Regions from separate parts of the Mus musculus genome. Here region 2 is linked to region 1. Evidence: chromatin contacts called from public HiChIP or PLAC-seq data. All regions are on one chromosome and are shown on one strand. Each heading gives the region's core, a stretch centred on a gene start, on an enhancer-like site or on the middle of the called end of the contact. The rest is flanking DNA. Distances are from core to core; before and after follow the strand shown.

Region 1 (5,867 bases), core at 1,724-4,223:
GCATGCCAGCTGGGGAAGTAGAGAAACCCCAGTAGTGGAGTCTGGCATTGCAGCCACATTCTGCAGTGTTTTCAAACAGCAAAGGTGGAAGGAACGCACAGGCCATCTGTAGAGGCAGTTACCTTATGGTACCAGCCAGCTTCGTATATGCTACTCTCTAGACGCTCGAGAAAGCGCAGCCACAAATGAAAATCCGAACTGAACCACACAAGGTGTCCCGTTGGCAAGGTCAGAATAGGTCACATGACTGTGTTTTCTCAAGGTGTCACCTAATTCATAGCATGATCGCATTCCACGATTTCTAAAATAAAAACAAAGTGTGTGTGTGTGTGTGTGTGTGTGTGTGTGTGTGTGTGTTCGTGTGTTCATGTACATTATAGGAGATGGCTGGCGTGGGGGTGGAATGAACAAGGTCACTTTATTTGCTTTTACTATCTTTTTTTAATTAGCATATGTTAAACACAATAGGCTTCACAGTGACATTTTCACATGTGAGTATAATGTGTCCTGTTCACCCTCTGTTCCCTTCTTGTCCCCCTCCTCTCCCACAGCTCCCAGCTAGTCCTTTCTATAGAACTTTCATACTTGTTCGTTGGTGGTACTTTTTAGTGAGATGATTATTTCATTTTCACTTTAACTGTATGGATGCTAAACAAGCAAGAAGCCACAGGCCTGAGAAGATGCCCTATGGCTGACCTGATCCCTTCTCAAGTAACACGGTGTGTGTGTGCGTGTGCTTGTGTGTGCATGTATGTGCATATGTGTGTGCTTGTGTATGTGCATGTGCATGTGTATATGTGTATGAGTGTGTGTATGTGTACACACACATGCAATGTGCCAAGTATGTACAAGCCATGTTCATGTGTGGGGGACATAGGATAACCTGGGCTGTTAGTCCACTGTCTTCTACCTCATTTAAGAGGCTTCATGTTTACCGGCTTCACACAGCAGACTAGCTGGTGTGTGACCTTCGGGGGACTCCACTGCCTCAGACACCCATCTAGCCACAAGAGTACTGAGATGACACTCATGCTGACAAGTCTGGCTTTCTGTGAGCACTGGGATCTGGACTCAGACCTCCCCACTTGCATGGCAAATACTTGCTCCACTGACCCATCTCCCTGGGTGGCATCAGTCAAATGTAAGAACGTAATCTCTGGCCTCACGGCTCCATGGACTTGCTTTCCGACTCTAACGTGACTTTATGGCCTGTGTTATTTTCAGCTTTGCCTGTGATCCGGGATCAGCTCCATCCACCAAGTTACCCAAGTCCTTACACAGAACACTCTCCACTAAGAACCTCTGAAGCACCTGCCCCCAGCAAGGAGGCGCTGGCCAGTGCAGGGGTGGGGGCGTCTCTCAATGTCCTAATGCCTCCAATGGATTAAGTGTTCACTTTTATCTGGGCTATTTTTTTCCATGAATATAAGCCATTTTGCATTTTGGAGCCCTTCTGCAAACAGAGCAGTTTGTCTTTGTGTTTTCTCATTTAAAAACAAATATTTGCCTGCCAAGCAAATACTGTCTCTTAGGATGTGCTATTAATAGGATAATTAGGCAGCCGGTAATGAAAAGGATTGCTGGTAATTATGGCAAGATTTGTTTTGGCATTTGAAGGCAGCGATAGAGGCTGGAGTGCTAAAATCTACCTTAGAGTTAATTAGCACAATTAGAACACACCTGAAAAAATAGCCCAGCTAACAACACTTGCTTTGCTTTTAAAGTGACAGTGCCTGGCACTCCCTGAGCTGCCTGGGCAGTGCCCCGCCCCCAGGCGTTACTAAGGTGACTGAATGGTACACAAGATAGAACCTGCTTATCTTCTGTCTCCGAGGCACTCCTCTATGGCCAAATGTTTTCTCCTCCAGGGCTGCCCATCACCCCCTCTCTGGTCTGCTCTCCTTAGGGGCTCCTAGCTCTGCCAATGAGCTATGATGGCATTCTTTCTCCCATCTTTCAGATAAGAAAACTGGGGGTCAGAGATGCCTACAGCGTCCAAGGTCACAGACGAAATCAGAGGTCATATGTAGGGTAAGGGGTCTCAAATAAGGTCAGCGGTGACAGCCTGAATCTAAGAAATGCCAGGGGACAAATAACTCAAAGGAAAACCAAAAAGCAATATTCTTGTTCCTGCTGGGGGTGCTCATGAATGAAGTAGGGTCCTTCTAACCTGCAACCTTGGTCAGTGACACCAGTAACATGACGAGCCTGAAACATAGAAAAATCCTTTAGCTCAGGAAAAAATTTCAGCTGGGAGTGTAGCTCAGTGGAGAGTGCTTGCCTGGCGTGTACAGGCCCTGGGTTTGATTCCCAGTATCGCCAGGAGAAGGGATTCTCTCTAGTCGGTTTTTCTGTCTTCTCTTCCTCACCCCCTTTCCACCTCTGCAGCCAGGTAGACATGGGTAGACCAGGGCACACATCCAATGCGTGTGAGTTTGCATGCACATGAATTTGAATAGGTTCACGTGTGTATACGTACCCACTGTCAGGAGGAGCTTTAAGGAAAAGAGAAGTGAGCATGTTGGTACTTACTTGCAGTCCCAGCACTCTGGGAGGTTAGACTAGCTGAGGCCAGACTGGCCTGTGGATAGGAGGCTGGAGGAGGGGGAGGAGGAGAAGAAAGCTGAGATGAGGAGGAAGAGGAGAACAGCTCTCTTCATCTGAAGAGAGCTTGGCAATTTGCAGACGAGTTATTCAGTCTTTTTAAAGTCTTCATGCACTCACACCTCAAAACTTCCCTCCACCTCCACAGCTTGTCCTTGTAAGTCCACCATGAGACAGCGAGACAGTGCCCAGCCTGGCCCGTCACACTCATAACTATCCCTGTGGCGGACTCTTTCCACTAACCCTTGGGCACCCAGTCAACCCTCCAGCTCTCCTTAGCCAGACCTGTGGGGTGGGAAGGAGCTCTGGAGAGCCCTGGGAGAGCACACCTCACATCCCGACTCTGAACACAAGGTCAATAAATACTGAGTCACTAAATCCTGGAAGAGACCCAGGGAGGCAGAGCAAACATGAGATTTCAAGCTCTGTCCTGCACTGTGTCTACAACAATTCTCCCCCCCGCCAGCTGTAAACAATAAGGGGATCCATTTTTACCACACTATCACACTTTCAAACGTGATGTCTAACTCTTAGAGCAACATCATGAGGTATTTTCTCATCATCTTCCCAAGACTGCAGACACTGGGGCTCAGAGAGTCTGGATAACATGTCCTTGGCCACACAGCCAAGATTAAATTCAACCTGACTGGATCCAAACCCAGTCTCATTCGTTGATCATGAACTTAAGGATTTGGGGTCGCAACACATGGGCTTCCCAGTAATTATCAAACTTCTCTACCAACACGCCATGGCTACTGGGCATTAGAAAGGACAGGAAGAGAAACTGCATTTTGTAAACTGAACTCAAAGAAGTAAACCTCTCACATTAAAAAATGAAATCTGTGTCCCAGGCAGTAGCTGGATTTGCACTGATTAATTAGAAAATTGCATTTATATAACCCCTTAATCTGTATTTATGTGTTGCTAAGGAAGCAGCGAGCTGGGCAGGGAATTACACTCAGATTAGCCTTGATCTGTAAGCAGCCTGGATGGGAGCTGCTTTCTACCCAGAACAGAGAGAATCAAAGGATTTAGGGCAAGGATCCCTGGCGAGGACCCCTTCCTTCCTGCTGCCTTGGACCTAAGTCTCCGGGGCCTCTAAGTACCGCCCAACAGCCTGAACACCACGGGCCCAAAGGAGAGCGGATGCTCATAGAGCTCACGGATGCTCACAGAGCTCCTTTCCAGCTGAGTGCCGCCTCTGGTTTCCTAAACAAAATTGGTTTTATTCTTCTCAACATGTGCTCGGCAAGATTAAAGTTCTATCAACAGCGAGGCTTAGCATGGGCTTTTTTTGGAAGTGGCTCATGCCCCCACAAGAGGGAGGGGATAGCTGGAGGGGGGCAGGGCCTGAAATCCTGCTTATTGAATCCAAAAAGAGGATCTCTTAATGGATAAAGGGTATTGAAGTGGGGTCCTTGATGCTTTCTGGCATTCCAGGGGGAGGGTTTTGGATCACAATAAATCATTGTAAGGTATTTCTATTGTAATGGTAGTTTGTATGTGTGAGAGAGAAGGAGACAGAGACAAACACACACATGCACGTGCAGAAAGAAAGAGAGAGAGAGAGAGAGAGAGAGAGAGAGAGAGAGAGAGAGAGAGAGAGAGAAAGAGAGAACAGCCCTAGGGAGCCTTCTGCCTCTGCCTCCCCAACACTGGGATTCCAGCTACACAACATAGCATTTTATGTGGGTGCTAGGGATTTGAACACAGGTCCTCATTTTTGTGTTCCAAGCACTTTAACAACTGAGCCGTTTACTGTCTTCTTTATTTTATTTCCTCCTCCTCCTCTTCTTCCTCAACTTGCTCTATCAGCAGATGAGAATCAGTGGAAAGAGAGGTAGCAGGGCCAGTCAGTTCCATCCTTCAGCCTGAGAGGCAGTCTAACTCTGTGGACTAAGGAATAACATGAGCCCTGGCTACCAAGGGGCCAGGTTGTCCAGCCTGGACTCCTAGGTGTCTCTGGGGAAGAAGAAAGTGCCAATAGAAGTTGGCTCCAGGGTAAGGAGCCTCCAAGTGGATTGTCCCTGTTGCCGGGAAGTTGAATTGCAGCGCCAGGCTTGGTTTCGGGTATGTACCTTGACTGGTCCATTACCCACCAGATGCTAACACATGTCTCTTCTGCTGAAGGGAGTTGGCTGACAAGAGAGAAGGGAATATAGAGCCCTTCTTTTAAGGACGTGTCCATCGACACCCTGACCAATGAAAACTGTTACCTGAACTCTTCATCTCCTCAGGAGAGTGTCTCACGGCTTTCCAGTGTAAGTTCTCCAGTCAGCCTGGTGGTAGAAACCCACCCTTCCTGCATTGTTCAGGAGCCCTACAGCCTCACCATGTTTCATCCCATTTCCCCGTCTTCAGTGCGGGGACGATGATGACAGCAATGTGCATCACAGAGCCGACTTGAGAACAGAATGGGCCAGCGTGTGCCAACATGGTAGCAGAGCACCTGGGAGGGGTGACTCCTCCATCCCCTGAAGCCTGTGAGCTCACTCCCTGACTGCTAGCCACAAGCCACCCACCCAGTGTGACTCATTGTGCCTACGGGTGCATACCTTCGATAGCTCCTGGCTTGCACCTCTTGCGGGTGCTTGGCTGTGTTCGTAGACCCACGCCAGGCATTCCGAAAGGAGGTGTGGGCCCATGAGCCACTCCTCCCTTCGACACTGAGTTCTTCCTGCTCAGCTCTGTCTCAGCTGACTATCAGTGATGGCTGCCCCATCACACTCACACACCCACCCCTTCTGGGATATTTGCAGGGAAAAAAAATCAAATTTTCTCTTTTCAGGGTCCTTTGGCACCCCTCCAAATTGTAAATGTCCATAGGATATCCAAGAAGCAAAGAGAATTTCTTTGGCAAGTGTGAGCAGGTTAGATTTTGTTTTGAGAGAGTCCAGGGTGCCAAGCTCCATCTGGTTCACCTGCCCTCCCTAAAATCAGGACATGGGGTTCAGCCATCCATTCATTTGCAGAACATTGGTCCCCAAAAGTTATTGAATGGGAGAGGTCTGGATGAAAACCATTAGGGAATACGGTTGTTGCTCCTGGATTGCTGGTGAGTGACATTCACCCGTGTGTGAGAGGTCTTGAGAAGTCCTTCAGCAACGCGATGAGGCTCACCAGGAGTTCTATTGAAGTAGCCTTCTTGCCATGTGACCCTCATTCTGGCCCCTAGCCAAGCTGGAAGTGAGCCACTGATGGCCCTGTTTCCAACACAGGCCTTCTTTCCAGGCAACGCTAAGAAACACACCCGGCACCCATCC
Region 2 (6,457 bases), core at 1,244-3,743, 180 kb before region 1:
CATACATATGTACATACATGGACACATACATAAACACATAAACATATACACACATACATTCGTACACACAGACACACACAAGGAATGCTCAGAAAGTAAAACAAAAAGATAGCTAGAATATAGGAAAGATTTTTAAAATCTTGATCACACATCTGGGGCATTTAACATACAAGCACTAAGTTCCAGAAAGAAAAGAGTAGAGAAGGAACTGAGGGAGGGTTGCAATAGTCATGGAAACAGCGTGACAAGAAAGTTCCCAGAACTGAAATCTGTTCTAATCAGTCTCAGTTTGTCACACACCCTACCCAACAAAGGACAGAAGGCCCACAGCAAGGCCAATTATTGTGAAATTTCAAAGATAAAGATACTGAGAGCTTCCAGAAAGAGAGCTTCCAGAGCTGAGAGAGAGAGAGAGAGAGAATAATAGCATGAACAAAATCATTATAACAGGTCTAAGAAACAGGTCGTGTATAGCTCCTGTCCCAGAAGGCAGAATCTTAGAGGTTGAAGCAGGAAGATCAGGAGTTCAAGGTCATCTTTGGCTACAGAGAGAGTGTGAGACCAGCAAGGATGTTTGAGATTCTGTCTCAAGAACAAGGGAGTGGGGCACAGGGTGGCACTGAGTCCTCAACAGCAGCACTGCAAGATGGTTTTGACTGGATTTCTATACCCAGCCAAACTACTAATCAACAGTGGGCTTCTCTACAGCAACCCTGAAAACAGGGGGCAAATAAGTAAGGCCTATAAAATTCTGAAGAAAAAGAATGTGTTATTGAGTTTATACTCAGGAAAATAGCAATCTGGGGAGGTGTTAAAGATATCTTTAAAATTCACATCCTCCCAAATTCACCTTTCACTGTCTGCATCTCAAGGTATGCCTGGAAGGAGTGGAGAGCCGACCAAGGAAGAGGTATTTCACAAAGCAGCTGATCCAGTGGAGGGCAAACTGAAAGGACCTGGTGTCCCGTGGAGAGAGGTTGTGACCTCAGCCAAGACAGGAACGAGGAACTACGTCTTCATACCAGCACTGTTTGCCTCACTGTGGTTGGCTCTTTGGGCCCTCTGACAGCTGACCTGCTTTTGCTCCTACCTATCTGTCTTCCTCAGCTACAGTAACTACAGCTGCTGCTTCTCTGCCCTCTTCCTCTTCTTGCTCTTCCTCCTCCTCCTCTCTCCATAGGCACAAAGCAGGTTTCTGGAACTCTCCATGTCCCTCAGGAACTGAGGAAGACTATCATACTGTCACCAATGGAGTTGGTTTGAATACCCCAGCCAAGATGGCCCATCTTTTAAACAAGCTAATGGGGGCACCCATGTCACAGTGCCACTGTGAGGACAGAGTGAGATGATATTTGCTGAGCTTTTAGCTTAGCATCTGGTGAGCTGTCATGTGATCCCGGCATTTGTTAAATGAGCCATATTACACATTGAAGTGAAGGTGAACTTGGCAGTAAGTTAGCCATACATCACTTTACTTTCCAGCCTCAGCTGCCACAAGCACTGATGTGCTCCAAACAGTCACACACAGCTGGACCCTCGTGCATGTGCTTTCCCAGTGGCTCTTTGACCTTGGGATGGCAACAGGGTCTGGCCACATAAGTCCCTTCTGCACATTCTAACTGCCTCTTACTGCCACTAGGACCCTCTGTGCTGTCCTCTTCAGACAGACCCTGTCCTCCATCTCCAAAGACCTTTCCCAGTGAGCCCCTCACCAAAAGATCTTCCTTCTGCTTCACAGCCTTCCCCTGTTTTGGATTATACTCCCCAGACAGCCCATTCTTTCTTTATCAACGAACAAACAAATAAATCATGATGGTTGACAATTACTAATACAGTTTCCTGGATTGCCACATACACATTGGTTCTCTGTCACATTCTAGACATTTGTCCAACCTCTGCCCTTGGTGAATGCTCTCTGTTCAGGTTATTTGATCTTGGCTGACTGTCAACTCCACAAGGACAGGTGCCCCATGCCAACTTTGCTGCTCTCTGTTTTCCTGGTCCTTAACATGTATGGTGACTGGCTTCTATGTTTTAACATCTTTTTGTTGGGGATAAGCCTAAAGACTATTGTTGCCTTGCCCTAGAGAGAGAGAGAGAGAGATGATGGGATTGAGGGCACCGTCTCTTGAGAGCACACAAAGGTCTCCTCTAAGGGCTGGCAGGAAATGGAGGTGCTGACAAGCAGTTGACAGGTTAAAAGAAGAAAGGCAGACCCCACCCAGGCGGGCGGAAGGTGGTTGCGGTTTCTTTGGTAAGCGATCACCCCAGTCTCTTGCTTTTTTGCCTTCTGTTCCTCTGGCTATGTAACCAGGCCAATCTTCCAGATCAGCTGAGGCCCTTTGGGGGTGGGGATGGGGGTGGGAAGGGACATTCCTTCTCGTGGATAACGCTGTGACTCATCTGGGGAAACAGTTTCAGCCCAGTGGTTCACCCGGGCTAGTTTTTTGTCTCATTTCCCAAGAGCCAATCAGCCTCTTAATTTCTCTCTGAGGTTTGGAGTTTCCCCTCCAGCAACTCAGAGACTCGGCAGAGGTGCTTTGCATAAGTGTGGGAAGCCTTGGAGCTTGAAAAAGGAATAGCTTAGGGAACTGGGAGGCTTCTGGGGGTGCTCAGCAGATATCCACCCCCCCCCCAACCAGGGATGTGGGTTCCATTCTTGTGCAGGCCTAGTTATCTCTTCCTAGGCACTCTGTAAAAGAAATCAACAGAAGAAAAACCAAAGGAGACTCAGGATTCAGCTTTCCATCTCCATGAGCAAGTCAGCGAGAGGGATGCGAGTAGAGGCCCAGGTGACCTGAGGCAGTGACAAGCTGTAGGCTCTATCTGTTACGTGGAGCAGCCACAGGGCTTGACCTACAGCCTACATTTCACAGTTTTGAGGGTGGGGGAGTAGAGTGGTTTGGGACAGTATTTCACTATCTAGTCAAGGATGAACTTGAATTTCTGATCTTCCTACTTCCACCACTCCCACCCCCCAAATTCTGGGATTACAGTTTCATGGGCCATGTCTTCCTCCCCAGCTAAAAATGCTTTGTAAATAAATTGAAGGAGCGCACTCTCAGAGCACATTCTCCTGATTCTGGCATTTCTGTCCCATCAATGATGAGCTTTTTGATTTTTGATTTTTTTGTGATTGGTTGCCCGGCTTTTTACCCAGGATCTGAACTGAGGTTTCTGTGTGCTCAGCAAGTGCATTGACCCGAGGAGGCATCTCTTTAGATACCTGTGACTTCAAAGTCGCTTCCTTTGTCAAGCAGGGCCGTGCAGGAAGAACAAGAGAAAAATAACGAGTTGGTAAACATAAGGTTACTTTGGGTAAATTCTTACTGAGGAGAGAAGCTGTTATCAAGCCCATGGAAACGAGCGGTTGGGGAACATTGGTTCCTATCTTTCATGCTTGCTTAGAAGATCAGACAATCTCCTTTCAGTTTTGGTGACGTAAAACTTGAGTGTAAGTTACCCATGTGAATGAGTCTGCACTGTCAGGACCCAACACAGAAGTTTAGTTCAAAATAATGGCGTCCTCTAATTTAAGTCCAAGATCATCTCCAGGCACCCTAGGCTAATGACATTGTGATTAGTTTTGTCCAAGTGGCCCTAGCAAAGCTCATCAGATACAAGAGAATGAATGTGTCCTGGACCTCAAAAGCTTTCCCATGAGCCAAGCAGGGTGTCAGGCTGGCTCAGCCACAGAGAGCCCTGAAGAGCTCAATGTAGGGAAGGCTTCGTGGTCACAGGCTCTCTAAGAAGGAGTCCCACCTGGGTCACAATGACACAGCATCACCCAGACAAGAGCCTCCCTGGTTTCAAATGACCTCTGCAAGCCCATTTGACTCACAATCACCCTCTTTCTCATTCTCTGAAGTGTCATCCTTTGACCCCAACTGAAAAAAAAAAAAAAAACCAATCCCTTATTTCCCACTCATTAAGAACACAGGTCTGGGCAGAAGCTAACACTGTAGTACACATTAGCCAACTAGATGACAAAATCTATTTCTTTCCTCAGAAATTCTTTATCCCTTCTCCTAAACTCATGATTTAACCCCTTACCAAAGACTTACATTAACTAGCTGTAACTTCAGCTCCAGGGAATCCAATACCTTCTTCTCTCCACAGGCACCTACACACACACACACACACACACACACGTATAGATACACACATGTAGTAAAAAAAAAAAACTTAACACATAATAAGGTAATGCTTTTATTGCATGTGATGAGTTTTGTTAGGGCCACTTGGACAAAAATAACCATAAAAAGCACAATGTCTTTAGTCCTGGATGCCTGGGGCGATGATCTTGGACATAATTGAGAGGTCATTGTTTTGAGCTAAGCTTCTGGGTCGGGTGCTAACAGTGACAAATGGAATAACAATAAAAAGACTTCACCTAGCTTCCCATTCTTGTGGGTTTCTTGTAGAATTTTTCATGAAATTTGTGAGTGAAGATGCTGTACCTTAAATAAGACAAATTCCAACCCCCACTCTCTGCTTCCCTGACCTTGAACTGTACAGTTAGCTCTTTTAAAGAGCTTCGTGTTTCTCATTTGCATACCTGGAGCTAAGCTAGCTCACTGTGGTGGCTCACTCATTCAACCATTTTGCTTTTGCTTTTGTTTTTAAAGTGCCTGCAGTCTTAGCCAGCACCATGCTGCTGTGGTATTGAGGGAACTTGCCTGGGCACGCAGGGGCTTTCTCATATAGCCACAGAAGGACATCTTTGCTGGTCATGGTTGGAGGGCAGCAGGGGAAGGCCAGATTGTGAACATTTTCCAGCTTTAAAAATGGCTCTGGACAAAGCATAAGCCTGGGCATAGCTAGATTAAAGCTAGGCTTGATTGGCCTGCGGCCATTCTCCTCCTCTTGAGAGAGGGGTTAGTGACTCTTTGGAGCTGAGGTCTAACATCCCACCACTTTGAGAAGGAGGTTCTTTCAATGTCCACTTGACTCAGCCTTGATTCTGGAGGTTCTTCCTGAATGCTCCTTCAAAGGCCTATCTTCCCTCCACAGCTTGCTGTTCCTCTTGCTTATATGGAGCTGGGTGTCTCAGATCTCAGGCTGGATTCAAGAACATCCTCAACCCGCTTTCCTGAGGGCAAAGTATGAGCTCAACAGCCTTTGGCAGCACCCATGACAGGTGCATCACAGACCAGCCAAAGACACCGCAATCCTACAGGCAAAGGAACTAGGACAGGGTCCCTCCCTTTCTAGGCTGGGGACTGGTAGAGTGCCTGAGGAGTGAGCCTGAAGATCTGAGTTCTGTCTCCAGCTGAGTGTTGTGGCATGTGCATGCAAAACTAGTGCAGAGGAGGCAGAGGCAGGGGGATTCCTTGGGCTGGCTGGCCAGCTGGTCTAGCTGAATCAGTGAGCTTCAGGTTCCAATGAGGCCCTGGTTCATTATTAACAGCAAATAAAAACAAGTTGGACGTCTTCTGAGCAACAACACTTGATACTTTAGGTTGACTCCTGATCTTTAGATATATATACACACAGAGACACATACATACAAAGAGACATACACACACATACACACACAGACATACACACAGACACACACAGACACGTACACACAGACACACTCACAGACACATATACACTCAGAGACACACACAGAGACATACACACACAGAGACACATACACAGAGACACACACACACTCACAGACACACACAGACACACACACACACACACACACACACACAGTCTGGACTGGAGGCTCCCAGACTCAAGCTCTCATGGAATCAATCTAATGAGCCCCATGAACACAGATGTCTGAGCCTTCCTTCATTTTCCCCACCTTGCAGCTGGCCTACAGCTTTGCAGTGTGAGCAAACTCCTCAGCTGACTCTGATGCGGGAGCTTGGAGCAAGGCTCTGACGCTCAGTGGTTATCAGAGGGAGAAGGAAGCCCTGAGTCTTCCTGGGCTGGCCTGGCTGTGGTGGGACAGAGAATGCTAGTGGTGGGGACTGATATCTCTTCTGCGAGGACGTGGCAGGATGTGGTTGACCTTAGCGTCCTGTGCAATAGGGAGCCAGGGGACTCAGGGAGAGACTTGGCAGCAGGCTCAGCCAGCATGCTTCTGAGTGCTCGATGGGAAATGAGAGGTGAGCAGAGCTCTGCCTTACCTCCCTTATGAGCCTTAAACTGACACTTTACTTCTTGAAGTCTTGGTGCATCAAGGAGTAAGAAAGAGACATTTGCAAGTATGCCAAGAGGAACTTATGAAGTTGCATGTACAAATAGCCATCTCCCTTATGGAGAAGGGCTTCTTTCAGTGGAGTGATAGTCCCTGCCAAAACATCCAAAGGTCAAGAGGTAGAGTCCTGCCTCAAGGTCGGGCATAGCCAACGACTTAGTCCTCCTGGAGTTGGCATGGCCGAAGCTTGCTCAGTTTGCCAACAGTGGGGCTTCCTGGACTCCTTTCTTAGAAAGGCTGAAGGCTTTGGAAAGAGAA

What was found. HiChIP or PLAC-seq counts read pairs in DNA pulled down with a chosen protein or histone mark.
Region 2: a contact with region 1 is called in an HNF4G HiChIP or PLAC-seq map of pancreatic cancer cells. The contact joins two enhancer-like sites. A contact is called at or near these places in 2 of 484 Hi-C or Micro-C datasets (cortical neurons and pancreatic cancer cells) and 2 of 115 datasets of contacts at active chromatin or transcription factors (embryonic basal ganglia and pancreatic cancer cells).

Annotation. Positions count from the first base shown.
Region 1 is chr9:61,487,262-61,493,128 of GRCm38.p6, reverse strand. No RefSeq gene overlaps it. Among named protein-coding and RNA genes, the nearest start is that of Gm34424, 20 kb to the left of the region's middle. Within about 2 kb of position 2,973, at least 16 of the 459 cell types and tissues checked have an H3K27ac peak or open chromatin away from gene starts, as enhancers often do. A contact at or near this core is called in pancreatic cancer cells, where this site is marked.
Region 2 is chr9:61,665,812-61,672,268 of GRCm38.p6, reverse strand. No RefSeq gene overlaps it. Among named protein-coding and RNA genes, the nearest start is that of Gm34770, 7.7 kb to the right of the region's middle. Within about 2 kb of position 2,493, at least 118 of the 459 cell types and tissues checked have an H3K27ac peak or open chromatin away from gene starts, as enhancers often do. A contact at or near this core is called in pancreatic cancer cells, where this site is marked.